2 separate regions of the Triticum aestivum genome follow, and region 2 is linked to region 1. Evidence: chromatin contacts called from public Hi-C data. All regions are on one chromosome and are shown on one strand. The core of a region is the stretch at or near the end of the contact, and the rest is flanking DNA. Distances in the headings are between cores, read along the strand shown. Region 1 holds the start of LOC123060551 (F-box protein At5g46170). Region 2 holds the start of LOC123060560 (spindle assembly checkpoint component MAD1).

What was found. A called contact is a pair of places that touch in the nucleus more often than the background predicts.
Region 2: a Hi-C map of leaf shows a contact between it and region 1, with 9 times the contacts expected there. The contact joins the promoter of LOC123060560 here to the promoter of LOC123060551 in region 1. A contact is called at or near these places in 3 of 5 Hi-C or Micro-C datasets (leaf and an unstated tissue) and 1 of 1 datasets of contacts at active chromatin or transcription factors (leaf).

The regions. Positions count from the first base shown.
Region 1 is chr1A:500,692,131-500,695,478 of IWGSC CS RefSeq v2.1, reverse strand. It overlaps LOC123060551 (F-box protein At5g46170), which reads left to right and starts at 1,340. Exons shown (of 2, transcript XM_044483318.1): 1 at 1,340-1,722; 2 at 1,863-3,207. The coding sequence starts at 1,977. The coding sequence ends at 3,047.
Region 2 is chr1A:500,939,436-500,942,844 of IWGSC CS RefSeq v2.1, reverse strand. LOC123060560 (spindle assembly checkpoint component MAD1) reads left to right here and starts at 2,112. Exons shown (of 3, transcript XM_044483342.1): 1 at 2,112-2,320; 2 at 2,966-3,102. The coding sequence starts at 3,059. It overlaps LOC100873143 (transcription factor GAMYB), which reads left to right. Exons shown (of 6, transcript XM_044483404.1): 6 at 1-99.

The DNA of each region.
Region 1 (3,348 bases), core at 91-2,590:
GTGTGCGCGAATATTCATAGGTACGAATGTTTAAACAGTTTGTGTAATTTACATCTAGATATTTTCTAAGGATGTCACATCTAAGCTTCCATAAATAACGCAGCAATAAGGAATAAAAAAATTAGAACAAAAAAATAGATCACAAATATAATGGACACAAGGTTAGATGTGACATAATTATGTCATATCTAGATGTGTTCTATACAGACCCATATTTAAATTGGGTGCCTCCTTTTATATTTGAGTTAAATGTACTGGAGGTCCTAAAAGTTTCATCAAGGTGTCACTTTAGTCCTAATTCTTTCAAAATGCACCTTTAGATCCTAATTCTTTAGTAAGTGGTTCACTTGAGGTCCTTTTTCCACGAGTGCTCGTTGACTTGCCCGCGTGGCACGTTGACCCATGCCACGTCGACAAAGGGCCCAACTGGCTGGCAAGGAAAATACACTGGTGATCCTAAAAGTTTCTGAGCAGTCACTTTAGTCCTATTTTTTTTCAAAACGCACGTTTACGTTCTAATTCTATAGTAAGTAGTTCATGTGAGGTCCTTTTTCGCACGATCATTCTATAGCTTGTGGAGGAGGCAACGCTGCCGACGCTGCTGCAATGCTCCTCTTCGTCACTCGCTTCCTTGCCGAGGAGCTTACTGCCCCAGCCATGGTGACGGTGTGGGCATGAGAGAGAGAGGTGGGAAATGTCAAGAGGGGGAGGGTACAAGGGGCTTTCTCTAAAAAAAAAGAACAACCACAACGGCCTCTAAGTTGACATGACATGGGTCAATGCACGCAAGCATGTCAGAGAAAGATCGTGCAAAAAAGGACCCCGCGTGAACCACTTACTATAGAATTAGGATTTAAACATGCATTTTGAAAGAAGTAGGACTAAAGTGACACTGCCTAGAAACTTTTAGGACCTCCAGTGTAATTTTCTCACCTGGCGGTTGGGCCCTATGTCGACGTGGCGTGGGTCAACGCGCCACACGTGCAGGGCAATGAGCGCTCATGGAAAAAGAACCTCGCATGAACCACTTACTAAAGAATGAGGACCTAAAGATGCATTTTGAAAGAATTAGGATTAAAGTGACACCCCGATGAAACTTTTAGGACCGCCCGTGCATTTAACTCTTTATATTTCTCTGAGAAAACTGTGGGTGCTTTGTCGCACCACACACCACCCTCCCCCGCGCTGACGTGGACCGGGAGTAACGGCTCCCCCGCCGTTACCCATCAACCAACGGCGCGCCACCGCCGCTTGGGTTAACTGCGGGGAGCCGTTACCTGTTGACGGCGCCACCGCCCCCGTCCTCCGGGCCGATATTAAAAGCCGCCCACCGTCGAGTGGTGCCGGAGAGCAGAGCAGAAGCGACCGCACGAGCCAGAAAAAAACAACTGCCGCCGGGAGGAGAGCAGAGGAGAAAAATATCCCCAATCTCTCTCGCCTCGCCTCCGATAAACGCTAGCCAGCAGCCTCGCCTGATTGGCGCCGGGAGCCCGCCGGATCGGAGCCTTGGGGCGCGTCGGCTCGCCGGAGGCGGAGGAGCTGTCGGTCGGGCGGGGAATTGCGGCGAGTTTTCGGGTTGCTCCCTGGCCTCCCGGGCGCTCGCCGGCGTCGGATCCGGCCCTGCTCCGGAGGAGAGCGCGGGTCTCGGTTCGGCTCCGCCCCCGATTTGCTCGCCTGGGCTGGTTGACGCGGCTGCGGCGGCGGTGGCGACCGGCGACTGAGGTATGTAAAAGATTGGTGATTCCACTCTCCCGGTTCCTCATTTGAGGTTCCCTTTGATTATTGATGGTGATTCTGCTTCATCCATGTCTCTAATGTTTCCCGTGCGTGTTCTGAGCTGTTCCCCTTCTCCTTTCCTTCAGGCGGCCGCGTCGCGTCGCGTCGATTTGGCGGGCCGTTGCTGCCATTGCGCGAGCCATCCGAAGAGCCAAGGTCGAGCAGCCCGTTCCTGCCATTCCCGGCCTTCCGGCGGCGCGATGCTTCCCAAGGCCCGAATCCACGCGGACCCGGCGCTCGACTTCGAGCTCGATCTCTTCGACTGCCTGCCGGACTCGCTCGTCCTGCTCATCCTCAACAAAGTGGAGGACGTGCGTTCCCTCGGCCGCTGCTCCGCGGCGTCCAAGCGGTTCAACGGGCTCGTGCCCCACGTCCACGACGTCTGCGTCAAGATCGACCGCGTCGTGGCGGTCGACGGCGACGGCGAGGACGCCCTCAACCTGATCTCGCCCAAGCCCCGGAACATCCTCTCCCACTTCCTCAAGCTGATGCTCTTCACGATCATCAAGCCCTTCCACAGCGCGCGCGGCCCCAACGGCGCCGGGCGGCCGCTCTTCCCGCAGCTCGCGCACCACTCGCCGGCGCAGGTGCTCCGGAGCTTCACGCACGTGCGGAACCTCCACATCGAGCTCCCTTCCGGGGATGTCGGCACCGAGGACGGGGTGCTCCTGAAATGGCGGGCAGAGTACGGGAGCACGCTTCAGAACTGTGTCATCCTTGGGGGCACCAGGGTTGACCGCAAGCCTGTTGGCGCAGAGCATGAGCCGTCTTCGGAGGACAACGGGAGCATGCCGGAGTCTTTCTATACCAATGGCGGGCTCAAGCTCCGCGTCGTGTGGACGATCAGCTCCCTCATCGCTGCGTCGACGAGGCATTATCTTCTCCGGTCGATCATCAAGGAGCACCCCACACTTGTGAGCTTGGTGCTGACTGATGCCGATGGCCAGGGCACGCTGACCATGGGAGCAGAGCAGCTGAAGGAGTTCAGAGAGAACCAACTGTCGGCCTCGGCATGCTCCAACAGGACCCAGGTCCCGGCCTGCAACATGAAGCTGAAATACGCGCCATATCTCGAGCTGCCTGGAGGAATTGCGCTGCAGGGTGCTACACTGGTTGCTATCAAGCCCTCCACCGAGGGAAGCAATGGCGGCCATATCAGCCGCAAGGAAACCGACGCATTCATCTCTGGAGCATTTGATGGGCCATTCAAATTCGCCCTGAAGGCGCTGATGAAGAGGCGCACATACCTTCTGGAGATGAATGGCTTCTAGGAGTTCTTCCTGGGTATCTGCTTGCTGGTGCAAGCAAGGGTCGTTTGGCTGCTTTAACTTTTGGTCTGTGTAATAGTCTGTGCTTGTTGTCTCGTGTGTTAGCTCTTTGTACAGTGGTGACATTTCGTTAGCTATATGAAAAACATATCAAATTAGTACATTTTCTCATTGCTCCCCTCTCTAACGACACTCTGATGTGATCTAACCCTCATACAAGCTGCTTTTTGTTGTTATTGCAAAGCTGATTTTTCACTCCCACAGAAGGATTCTGCCAGTTGAGATATCTGAAGAGGCAATGTAG
Region 2 (3,409 bases), core at 863-3,362, 250 kb before region 1:
ACCTCCGTCGCCTGCCTGTACCTGTAACACTGGTGTGTACGCTTGAACATTCCTTGGTTTATTCTATTCCACGTAGCACGGCTGTACACGGTGCCAGCATGTTGTGATGTTCTTTTGAGGTTTTATATATCTGCGAATTCGGAGGCCAGTGTGTTTTGTCTGTTTGATATCCGTGAATGCCGGCGTCGCTTGCAAGATCCGGGAGTTCACATTGGAAGGAAGAGAAGATCAGTATTATAGCGGAAACGCACAGCAGGAGATCCGCATCTTTATTATGCTGCTAGGAGGAATACAGTGGTAGATTCGTGTCACGTTCCCCGGCACGAAATGAAACGTGCTATTGCTGGCTTGCCGCGGAATCGTGGACGCAACCACCTCCTCTTCTTGACTTAAATTTCCAGAAGGAAAAACAAAAACTCTCTGTCTCTCCTCTGGATTGGTTCCTCGTTGGTGCATTCCGGGAGAGGAGAAGGCGCGCTGGTTGTGTTGTGCACCACTTCTTGACAGGGAGAGTTTGTTTGAGGGGGTCGAGGGTGATGTTTTTTTGCCGGTGAGGCGAGGCGTCGCCCCGGACGGTGACAGGACAGCTACGGGAGCGTCACTCCATCAATGACAAAGCCACAGCATCACCAACTTGGCTCAGTCGGTCGGCACCGTCGCCGACTCGCCGTCACACCACGCACGCACGGTCGACGGGCCATTCCGACGAGCGCCAACGGCGATAAAGAAATCGGCACGTGGCGCCCGATCGCCGTGCCGCAGTTAATTCCGGGCGGTCGACCTGTCCGCCTCGCTGGCCGGGCCCCGCGCGCTGACGGGGCAGCGGCACGCTTGTCGGCACCCTCCCCCTTCCCCACGGCCCGCCCGCCCGCGGTCGCGTCGCCGAGACAAACTCCCAGCCCAAAAAAAACAAAAACGCACGCGCTGGCGCTGCCCCCTCTCCTCGGACGCCACCGACCGACCGACCGAGCCCTTCTCCCTTGCGTGGGTTCGCCTCGCTCGCTTGCTTCCTGCCGCCGCCAGTTACCAGTAGTACGGCACACGCCTCGGCCCCGGCCTCGTCACGGCGGGCCAGGACCATGGGCGCCGCCGCCGCCGCGGGCCGCCTACTAGTACGATCTCCATCGCGCGCGCCGGGATGAGCGCCAGGGCCGGGCCGGATCCCAACTCCGAGAAGTCGGTCGCGTGGCCGGACCTCCGGGGAAGCCTCGAGCGGGCCGGCGCCCTCGCCGCGGAGCTCGCGGCCGCGGCGGAGGAACGGGCACGCCTGGCGCGCCGCCTCGAGGCCGCGCTCGAGGTGAGAATGCTTCTCGCTCGCTCGCTTTGCTTCCGCCCCGCTCGTCGCGCCCCCTTTTGTCGAGCGTGGCCTGATCCTGCTGCTGCTGCAGGTGAGGAGGGAGTCGGTGCGGCAGGGCGCGGCGCTGGACGAGCTGAGCCGGCGGCTGGAGCGGCGGCGGGCGCGCGCGGACGAGCTCGCCGTCGCCAGGCGGAGGGCCGCCGAGGGCGTGGAACGGCGCAAGGAGCAGATGCAGGCGCAGATCGAGCGGGTGCTGCCGCTCTCCAGGGCCCTCGCCGCCGCGCACCGCCAAGTGCAGGTACCTGCCCGCCCGCCCGTTTCTTCCTCTCCACGCGACACCGGAATGCATTGGGTGTTCTGGCTGCCTGCGTTTGGTCCGATATCTAATCCGTCTCCTCCTGATTGATCGCAGGAAGCCAAAGAGTTGAAATCCGCGGAGAAGGCGCGGCTTGGGGATCTGCAGAGGCTGCTCAGGACGAGGCAGCAGTCCATGGTAGCCCAGGTCGCCGCCCTGTACCCTGTCAGGGTCTTCCGAGACCTGCCGGCTGCAGAGAACCACCATTCCCGTACCAATGGTGAGAATTCAGTACTCATGTGCCTCCCCTGAGCAACAATGCTTGATACGATGTGCATGATTTTAGCGTATATGCCCCACAGGCCCATAGATAAGCAATGAACAATCATGTTGTCACATGAATTTTATTTTATTTTTGCTCTGGTTTTTATACGAGTCAGAGAGCTAATTAAAAACACAGTCGATCCTTATATCTCACTTCATGTAACCGTTTATGATGAAATGACACCACATTTTCAGGAGAGTGCCGAACACCTTCGGAAGAGAATGGGGCACTTCCGCAAGAAATGAATGGAAATGGAAGACATTTACTCAGCATTATCAAATCTCCACATGTTGGCCCCTTGACATTTTTTGGTTGGCAAATTGGAAAGCCCAAGACAAAGCAGCCAAGTTACAGTCACAAGGAGCTTCAGAGGTCAGCAGCTGTGCTTGGATATGCAGCACATGTAAGTTTGTCTGCCCAATGCTCCTGCACAACAAAATATTAAGACAAATAGACAATACATTTGATGTAGCACATATATCCCAGCCTAGCTAGGCCAGTTGTCATGCTTCAAGAAGAAAATACAAAAAATATTTCTTGGGCTGCCGATTTTTTGGTATAGTTTTTAATAGATCCAGTGGTAAAGATCAAAAAAGAAGAGCATTGAGTTTTTCATGCATTAGTTTGGAATACAATATAAATTGTGGCCCTTCCAGATTTAGTGGTTCCATGGTATCAAGCCTACACTATGATAGGAGTGTAAGTTATCTGCCTGCATCTGCACACTAGATTTTATAGGTGCAGCCACTAGAGTTAAAATCACTACTTGCTTACCATGTTAATTTGGTGTGGAGTTCAAAAGAGTTAGAATCTTATCTGCCTGCATCTGCACACTAGATTTTATAGGTGCAGCCACTAGAGTTAAAATCACTACTTGCTTACCATGTTAATTTTGTGTGGAGTTCAAAAGAGTTAGAATCACAAGTTGCTCACTTTGTTAATTTCCTGTAGGCAGTCTTGCTTATTGCTTCATATCTTGACATTCCCCTCCGATATCCTTTGCGCTTTGGAGGATCACGATCTTATGTCGGTGATCGTTTGCCTTCAGCTGAAGCATCATCCATGGGTTCAACGGAACATCGAAGGGTCGGCAGCGCTGACTCAAAACTAACAGATTATCCCCTTTTCTTGGAATATCAAGATGACTCGACAAAGGCATCCTACGCCATTCACTTGTTGCAAAAGGTGTGTGTTCTCCATACAGTCTTGTATTCCATCTCCCTGTTTGTCGCTGCAATCTTTGTTTAATCCAGTTTCCCAAGCAAACTAAGACTGCTTGCTGTCCACATTTTCAATGATGGGTGGTTAGGATACGGAGCAGCTCTTGAACTACATCGGAGCAGAGAGTTCTGGGAGGAATGCATTTGGTAATCTGCGGGAGCTTATTAGGATTGTACAGTCAGATGAGTATCTGTACATATGATTAGATTTGGTGATCATCGTGAGTTTGGATCGCATATGCTGTATAGATAGATATATGGTAGAATACAGG